Linked DNA regions of Sus scrofa: regions 1 and 2 are each linked to region 3. A link is a contact called in public Hi-C data. All regions are on one chromosome and are shown on one strand. Each heading gives the region's core, a stretch centred on a gene start, on an enhancer-like site or on the middle of the called end of the contact. The rest is flanking DNA. Distances are from core to core; before and after follow the strand shown.

Region 1 (2,700 bases), core at 155-2,654, 270 kb before region 3:
CATGGCTTATAGAAATCCCTTCTAAGTGGATGACCAGCAAAAGGAGGTGCAGCCTCAGAACAGATACAACTTTCTTAAGGTTTCAGTAACTTCCATGGAAACAGGGAACTGTAGTTATGGGGGGGGGGCGTAGGGAAGCAGTGGAATGACCTGGAAGAGTCAAGAGTAAGCAATATAAAAATATTATAGTTGGTGGGATTGTTTTCTTTTTCTTTCTCTCTTCATGCACATCCTTGAGGGAAGAGGAAAAAAACTCAGCATCCCTAAATTCTGATATTGACAGCAAGCACATTAGGATGTTAGACAGTAGATATGGAATGAGTTTGAGAAAGATGCGATAGCATCTGGATCATAGTCACCCAGGAAGTTCTTAATAAATCCTTTAAGAACCTGGGCAGTTTGCCTCTCAGATCTGAGAGCATTAGGAAAAGAGACCTCCTTCAAAGCCAGTACCTGGTTTCCTGCACCGTTAACAAACAACCCTGCATCAGCAATAACGGAACAAACAGGTGCAAGCCAGTAGAAAGTTTTGCATATGAGCTATTTTTATTTTTATTGTAAAAATTTCTGGGAACCCAAAGAACAGGTTCTGGTGGAGAAATTGGAGCCCTAAAGGGAGACCCTGAGAAAGCCTTTCAGCTGCTTTCTTCTCCTCAGCCTCAGAAACGAAAATGCCAAAAGGTCAACCAATGCGTTGACCACGCAGTCAGCCCGGGAGCCAGCCATTTTCACCCCGTCTCCGTCCTCGCCTCCAGCCACTCCGCCGCACACGGCCACCTGTTGCTGTCCTAGCGCCCAGAGCCGAGTCGCAAGCCGCCGCTAGAGTTCGTTCTAATTCCCCCCAAGCTAAGGCTGGCCGGGAAGCCCCGACGCTCCGCGCCTGCTAATCCTCAGCGCGGGCGGGGACTCCGCGGAGCCTCCCAGCCCCAGGCTCCCTTTGTCTTCTTGCTGCTCTCAAAATGTCAAAAGTAGACCCCAGACAGCATCCCCTTGGCCCCCGCTCGCCCAGTGCGCGCTCGCACTCAGCACACACTTGGGAGATGCTGACGCGTCGAGATGCCCACCGAGGAGAAACTGGTCCACCTGGCAGGGACAGGCGGCGCAGACAGGTTCTGTGAAATGCCAAAGCGTCCCCTGAATCCCAAATCCCTTGGAGCCCTTAGCTGAACACTGCAGCTGAAGCGCCGCGCCCAAAACGCGAGTTCACGGTTCCCGAGGCCGCGGGCGGAGGGCAGCGAGATTCTGACCTGCCTTTGCTCTAAGCCGCCCGAGGGGATCCAGGGGGCGGCGGCGGTTAGGGATGCCCTCCCGCCGGGAAGGCCAGAGTCCCAGTTTCGAAAGTGACCCGCCTCGCTTCCGAGGGACTTCCCTGCCAGCGCCGCAGGGGTGTGCATTTCTCCGAAGTCTGAGAATCCCAGCGAGCGCTGGCCCGACAAGAGTTTAAGTCAGCTCCCAGGGCGTCTGTTTGTTTATTGGCTCTTAGGAAAAAAAGTTTGAGGATGTTTAACCAACCTCAGACCTGGCGCAAGCGGAAATCTCAGAATCTCTTCAGCAAAAGTCATCTAATTTCGAGTCGTTATATAAGTGGGGGCTCTTCCTTACCCTCCCTACTCCGAGCCCTCTTATTACTACTCCAGGAGTTAAATGTGTCTCGCTTTAAAAAAGAAAAAAAAAATTTTTTTAAGTTGTTATTATTTCCCTGAGTCCTAGGGCGGGAGAAAGCGCAGGCAGCGCCCTGGGCTTGCGGCGGCCCCACCCGCGCGCTGCCGTTTGCTCTGCAGGAGGGACGCGGGGTCCCGGGTGCCGCCCGCTCAGCGAGCAGCCGCGCCCAGCGGTCCCTCCGTCGGCCACTCCACGTGGTTAGGATCAACAGTTTGTCGAGCTCATCAGTGACACCTTGAACTTTTCATAAAGAAAATGGGTATTGCACCAGGAGGGTTTGGCCGCGGCCGCCGCGCCGGGTCGTGCTTAATATTCAATGATCTCGCTCGCGCCTCCCCCTCCTCCCCTCGCAGAAATTCCACCGAGTCCGTTACTGGGCTCAGACTTTTAAGTTAATTTACTGCCCACCCCCCAACCTTGGCTAGTAACCAGCGCCTTTAGGGTTGGCCTCCCCCCCAGCTCTCGCCTGAAAATGACATTTCGCCGGCGTCTCCGGAGGGGGCTGAATTTCACTTTGTAACTTTCTGCGGAACCCGAGCCCGGGTGGCAGCTCGGGTGGTGGTATCGTATGCAAATACGCATGCTGACGTTACAGATCATGTGGGTTTTGGCGTAGATTCCCCACTGATCGAGACATTTTTTTCCCCTTTTTTTTTCCTTCTTTTTTTTTTTTTTCTTTTAAAAATTTTGGCCACTGTTCTCCGTACGGGGGCTTCTTCTGTCTGTCTGTCTGGCAGGCTGGCTTTCCCCCTCTTTCCCACGGAGCCCGAGCCGGGCGCCCGGTGAGGAGTGGGGAGTGGGTGGGGGGAGCCAGCAGAGTTCCATTTTGGAACGCCCGTGCCGCGTCTCCACGTTCCCAGCCCGGGTCCCCGCGTTCCCAGCCCCGGCGCAGGTAAGAAACTTCGCCCCGGCGCGGAGCACCCCCCGCCCGGCGCGGCCGGCCCCGAGCCCCGCACGCCGGGCACCGGCCACTCCAGCCCAACTTTCCCACCGCCGCCGCCGCCGCCGCGGCTCCCGAAAATGTGTTGTTAATGGGAC
Region 2 (2,700 bases), core at 196-2,695, 290 kb after region 3:
GAGCCATGAGAATGTAGGAGCCAGCAGAGACAGAAGGTCTTGAAGATGCCTGGGGGGAATGAAAGAGTAGAATGAAGGGCTGTGGAGTGTGTGACCCTGGGCTCCCACAGACGAAAGGCTTCCTGGAGGACAAGGGGCAGGTGGTTGCCTGCAAGCTGCACAGGAGTCTGGTTTCTCTGCCAAGAGGGCTGCGTGAAAGTTATTGCCAGGCTAAAACTTCAAGGTGATAGAAGGACCGAGTTTGGGTCTGTGGCTGGGCAGATCCTACTGGGTATTATTCTCATGACCACCCTCCTACTTCTAGTCCACATTTCTGGTCTGCTCTCAGGAACTGCAGAAAGCATTTTCCTTCAGTGTAGGTAACTGAGAAGATTTCATGTTGTGCCCACTTTGAAGGAGAAGTGCTTAAAATAATTCCGTTATTTATCATGGGGCCAATGCTAAAGTGTGTATTTGGATCTGAGAGGCGATACAATGATAACTGACACAATGACTTATTTTCAAAATCTTTAGGACTTTTGAATTGGTAAGACTGGGAGAATCTATGTATGGCCTATAAACCAACCTAACAATTTCAGATTTTATAACGGGTAATAAATATCTTGATCAGCCATTTATGTCCCTTGCAAATATAAACATTCAGAAAGATATAAATCTAAAGTGAAAATCCTACCATTCATTCACCAGAGATAATCACTTTTTAACAGTTCGGTGTCTTTCCTTCCAGACTGCCAGCAAATAAACAAATATATATGATTAATACCAAAAGAATATCATGAAGGGTCTCAAATTTTTTTCTTACTTAATATGTGAAAAAATAAATATACATTTCTTAGCCAATACATAATTTCACCTAATTAAAAAAGTTACAATATGCTGAGAGTTGGGAGTATTATCCCGAACACCATCCTCCATGCGGTCATATTTGGAATTAACCTCCTTCTACCAACCTCTTTCCCCCTACCCCGGGTTCTCTCCAACTCCAGGCTCAAAGTGCTAAATCTTTGTTTTTCACATGCAAGGTCCTCTAATTTCACTTGCATACGTGGAGTCTTCCGAGTCTCAACTTCCACAGCTGGCGATGGGTTGGAGTCTGTCTCACGCTCCGCCGAGAAAATCACAGAGCACCGATTACCGAATCCAAGCCCTCCCAGGACTCCTCCCTCAAGCCACGTGCCAGAGACCTCTCCTCTCCCGGCCGGGACTGGCACGCCCAGTTAACAAACCCTCCCTCGTGCCTGGCCCCGCCCCCTGCCAGGACCACGTGCCGCACCGCCCAACTTCTGGCCCCACCCACCTAGCGGACTCCGCCCACCAGGAACCACGCGGTCTTCCTCGCCCCGGGCTCCGCCCACTGTGAACTCACGCTGCTCGCACCACCCCGGATCCATTCTTGGCTCCACCCTCTTGGCAGAAAGCGCCGCGCGCCTCGAGCTCCGCCCACCTCGACCGGGCCTTCTCACGCCAAGTCCTTGCGCCTCTCCCCGCCCAGAATCCGCCCACCAGAACTTGCTCCACCAAAGCAGAGCTGCCCGCGTCCTCCCACTAAACCCCCCCTACCTTGGCTCCACCCCCCCGCAATCCAGAACGCGCATCTCAAGCTGGGTGCGTTGGAATCCTGCGCCACACGCTGGCCCAGGCTCCGCCTACCGTGCCCTAGGCCCCACCACCCGGGAACACCACGGGCGGTCGATCTCAGGCTCCGCCCACTCCGCCACGAGAACCCGCGCTGCTTGTTGAGCATCGGGCCCTCCCCCGAAGCCCGCCGCCGGGGCTTGTCTCGTCCGTCGGCCTTAGGCCCGTGCCCAGGCCCGCCATGGAGGGGGATGTCCCCGTCGCCGCAGCAGCCCACTACCAGCCGGCCAGCCCCCCGCGGGACGCCTGCGTCTACAACAGCTGCTACTGGTGAGGCGGCGCAGGGGCCAGCCCCCGGCATCTCCCCTGCCCACCCGGCCTGGCGTTGCAGCTGGGCCCCGCCTCTTCCCGGCCCCTCTGGGCCGGGACTGGCGGGTTTTCTGGTTTGAGGGGAGGAGAGAGAGGGAATGGCAGCCCTTGTCCCTTGAGTTGAGCTTGGGTATTTGGGTTGCGGGAGGGTGTGGTGTGTGCGTGGGGGGGGGGGGGCGGAATTCGCCAGGAATGGCAGGGTCGGTAAGTGCACTGCTTCAGCCTGGCGTTTTTCGCTTGGATTTTTCTCAGCGGACCTCAGCGTTTGGGGGGTCCAAGAAGGGGAGGTGGAGATGGAGGCGGAGTGCAGAGGGTCTTTGAATATTATTCTGCTGATAATGAAGGTCATTTTAATTTTGGAAGAGAATGGGGGTGCAAAGTTTTTGCAGTAACATTCCCAAGGTCACCCAGCTAATAGCAGCCAGGAATCCATTTCAGGCCCTGTTATACCAGATACCAAAATCTTAACCACCTAGTACTCATTGTAATAACGGTTAAATTTATACATAACACTTCACATGTGCTAGTCATTGTTCTGAGGCGGTTGCGTAAATGAATTCGTTTGAAACCCACAATTACACTAGGAGGTAGGTACTCTTATCCCCATTTTATTTTATTATTATTATTATTTTTTTTTTTTGCCATTTCTTGGGCTGCTCCCACCGGCATGTGGAGGTTCCCAGGTTAGGGGTCTAATCAGAGCTGTAGCCACCGGCCTATGCCACAGCCGCAGCAAGGCGGGATCCGAGCTGCGTC
Region 3 (2,700 bases), core at 112-2,611:
CCCAGGCTAGGGGTCGAATCGGAGCTGTAGCTGCTAGCCTATGCCAGAGCCACAGCAATGTGGGATCAAGCTGTGTCTGCAACCTACACCACAGCTCACGGCAACGCTGGATCCTTAACCCACTGAGCAAGGCCAGGGATCGAACCCAAAACCTCATCGTTCCTAGTCGGATTCGTTAATCACTGAGCCACGACGGGAACTCCAATATTTTAAAAAAGCATTATATATGCATTTAAAATCTCACTTTTACCCTGCAGTGACAGGTGTTCTTAGAAAAGCAGTGAGGCGTTCCCGTTGTGGCTCAGCAGTTAATGAACCTGACTAGTATCCATGAGGATGTGGGTTCGATCCTTGGCCTCTCTTAGTAGGTTAAGGATCTAGCGCTGCCATGATTGGTGGTGTAGGTCGCAGTAGTGGCTCAGATCCCAAGTTGCTGTGGCTGTGGTGTAGGCCATTGGCTACAGCTCCAATTCAATCCCTAGCCTGGGAACTTCCATATGCCAAGAGTGCGGCCCCAAAAAGACAAAAATAAACAAACAAGCAAAAACAAAGTGAGATTCAAATAGAGATTAAAGGAAAGAAAGTGATGTGAAAATGGAGGCAAAGATACTTCACCAGAGCCTCTGGAGGGCGTGGCCAACCAACACCTTGATTCAGACTCTGAGCTCCAGAACTGCAAATGAATAAATTTCTGTCGTCTTATGCACCAAGTTTGTCAGGAAGCCAATACATTACCTCATAGAGCAGTAAAAATGGCGATGGTAATGCTACTAGAGTTGTAGGTTTGCTTTGAGGATTAAATGAATTAAAATTCTAAGGAACTTAGAAGTGTGTTTGATACCTAGTAAGCACTGTTAAAGTTCTAAGTGAATTTTTTTAAAAAAAGAATTTCTCTGGCGTCAATGCAAGTTGTTGAAGACATCGCTTTACTGGTGTATAACTGGGGTATTGGACGCCATAATACAAGAATCTCTTGTTAGACTATGGAATTGAAACAACATTCACAGCAATGGTGAAAAGACCAAGGGTGGGCTCCACAAAGGTTCTTTTCGAACCCAAGTGTTCTCTAAAAGAAACCCTTCAATTCTAAATGCATTTGGATCCTGGCTTCTATTAGTTTTCTGTACAATCCCTTAATCCCTAAACACAATGTGAAACGCAATCAGAGACCACTGGGGAAAATCACTTTATCGCCTCCTTTGGGAGCCTAAAACCCTGCGAGGCCCCCAGAGAACAGAATTCCCTAGCCAGTTCCTCGCTCTCGCCTTGCACCTGCAGAAAACTACGATTCCCAGAAGGCTTTGGACCGCGAAAGGGGGCGGAATCTAAGAGAGAGTTGGTCGTTGGCCGATCCCATGGTCTAGCGCGGGAAGGGTCGCCTGGGCGGAGTTTGGGAGGAAGCCGCCTCCCGATTAGTTGTAAATGGAAAGACGGCGTCCTGCCCGTAGTTGGTACGGTCCGCGGCGGACCGGGGCGGTAGCCGCCGGCGCTCAAGTTTCCCGGGCCGGAGCGTAGGGCCTGCCGGGAAAGCGCCGGAACCGTTGTTCGCCAGGCCGGCTGCAGCAGCGCGTGGGCTGCGACATGCAGAGCACAGACCTGGGCAACAAGGAGAGCGGCAAAATATGGCACCGGAAGCCATCCCCGGCCACACGGGACGGGTAAAGGCCGCGGCAGGAGGCGCGCTATGGATGGGGATGGAGGCCGGCGACGGGCGAGTCCACGGCTTTGGAGAGGCGTTTGAGGGGCTAGTGGGAAGGGTCTCCGGACGGGGTGCGTAGGGCTAGGTGGAAATTCGGGTTCTGGCTCTGATCCTGCGCGGAATCCCCGGGGAATGCAGGTAGCCTTAGTCTTGGTTTGCTCCGACCACTTGGTCCTTAAAGACCTCCTTCCCAGTCCTAGGGGCGGGGGTCTGTTTGGGATCCGCGTGGAGTAATAGGTCCTGATTTATGTCAGGGAATTTGTGCTTCTGATGCGTGCCAGGACTGCCTGCCTTAATTATCACAGTATCCCTGTGGTATTCCTGGCACGCAGTAGATACTCAGTAAATATTTGTTAAGTATTCCAGCTGGGAAAGAACTCAGGAGGAACGGATGCGGGGAGAGGAGGAGACGAGTGCACTTCTCCCCCTTCCAAATGCCGTCTATCCATCCTCGAATCATGGTCTGTATTCAGGCGAGCATTCATTCATCGACGGCTTGATGAGGACCCACTGTGTGCCGAGCTAAGTGCTGGGGGACAGCTGGAGAGCAAAAAACTGCTGGTTCTCTTGGAGTTTACGTATTAACGTGTGTGGTGGTGATGGTGGCGGGAAGGGGGAGCAGTTGTATTTACAACGTAGGGCGACCTTCAAGTAAGACTAGCACTGCTGCTGTTCCATTTTATTTTTTTAATAGACTTTATTTCTTTAGGATAGTTTTAGGTTCACAGAAAAATTGAGAGGAAGGTATGGAGATTTCCCATGTACCCCCTTGCCCCCACACCTGCCTAGCCTCCCCATTATGGATATCCCCCACCAGACCTGCAGTTGTTGCGATTAATGAGCCTACACTGACCCATCTTTATCACCCAGAGTTCACATTTCACATTAGGATTCCCTCTAGGTATTCTACATTCTGTAGATCCGGACAGACATATAATGACATTATCCACCTTTATGATCTCATACAAAGTATTTACATTGTCCTAAAAATTGTCTGTGCT

The links. Hi-C and Micro-C count contacts between places; a contact is called where the count stands out from the background.
Region 1: a contact with region 3 is called in a Hi-C map of skeletal muscle, with 5 times the contacts expected there. The contact joins the promoter of ZHX2 here to the promoter of TBC1D31 in region 3. A contact is called at or near these places in 3 of 47 Hi-C or Micro-C datasets (heart right ventricle, liver and skeletal muscle) and 1 of 2 datasets of contacts at active chromatin or transcription factors (alveolar macrophages).
Region 2: a contact with region 3 is called in a Hi-C map of liver, with 3 times the contacts expected there. The contact joins the promoter of WDYHV1 here to the promoter of TBC1D31 in region 3. A contact is called at or near these places in 3 of 47 Hi-C or Micro-C datasets (heart right ventricle, liver and skeletal muscle).

What each region holds. Positions count from the first base shown.
Region 1 is chr4:16,552,563-16,555,262 of Sscrofa11.1, reverse strand. ZHX2 (zinc fingers and homeoboxes protein 2) reads left to right here and starts at 1,404. Exons shown (of 5, transcript XM_021088974.1): 1 at 1,404-2,554.
Region 2 is chr4:15,997,681-16,000,380 of Sscrofa11.1, reverse strand. WDYHV1 (protein N-terminal glutamine amidohydrolase) reads left to right here and starts at 1,445. Exons shown (of 6, transcript XM_001928505.4): 1 at 1,445-1,905. The coding sequence starts at 1,817.
Region 3 is chr4:16,286,470-16,289,169 of Sscrofa11.1, reverse strand. It overlaps TBC1D31 (TBC1 domain family member 31), which reads left to right and starts at 1,361. Exons shown (of 20, transcript XM_021088972.1): 1 at 1,361-1,658.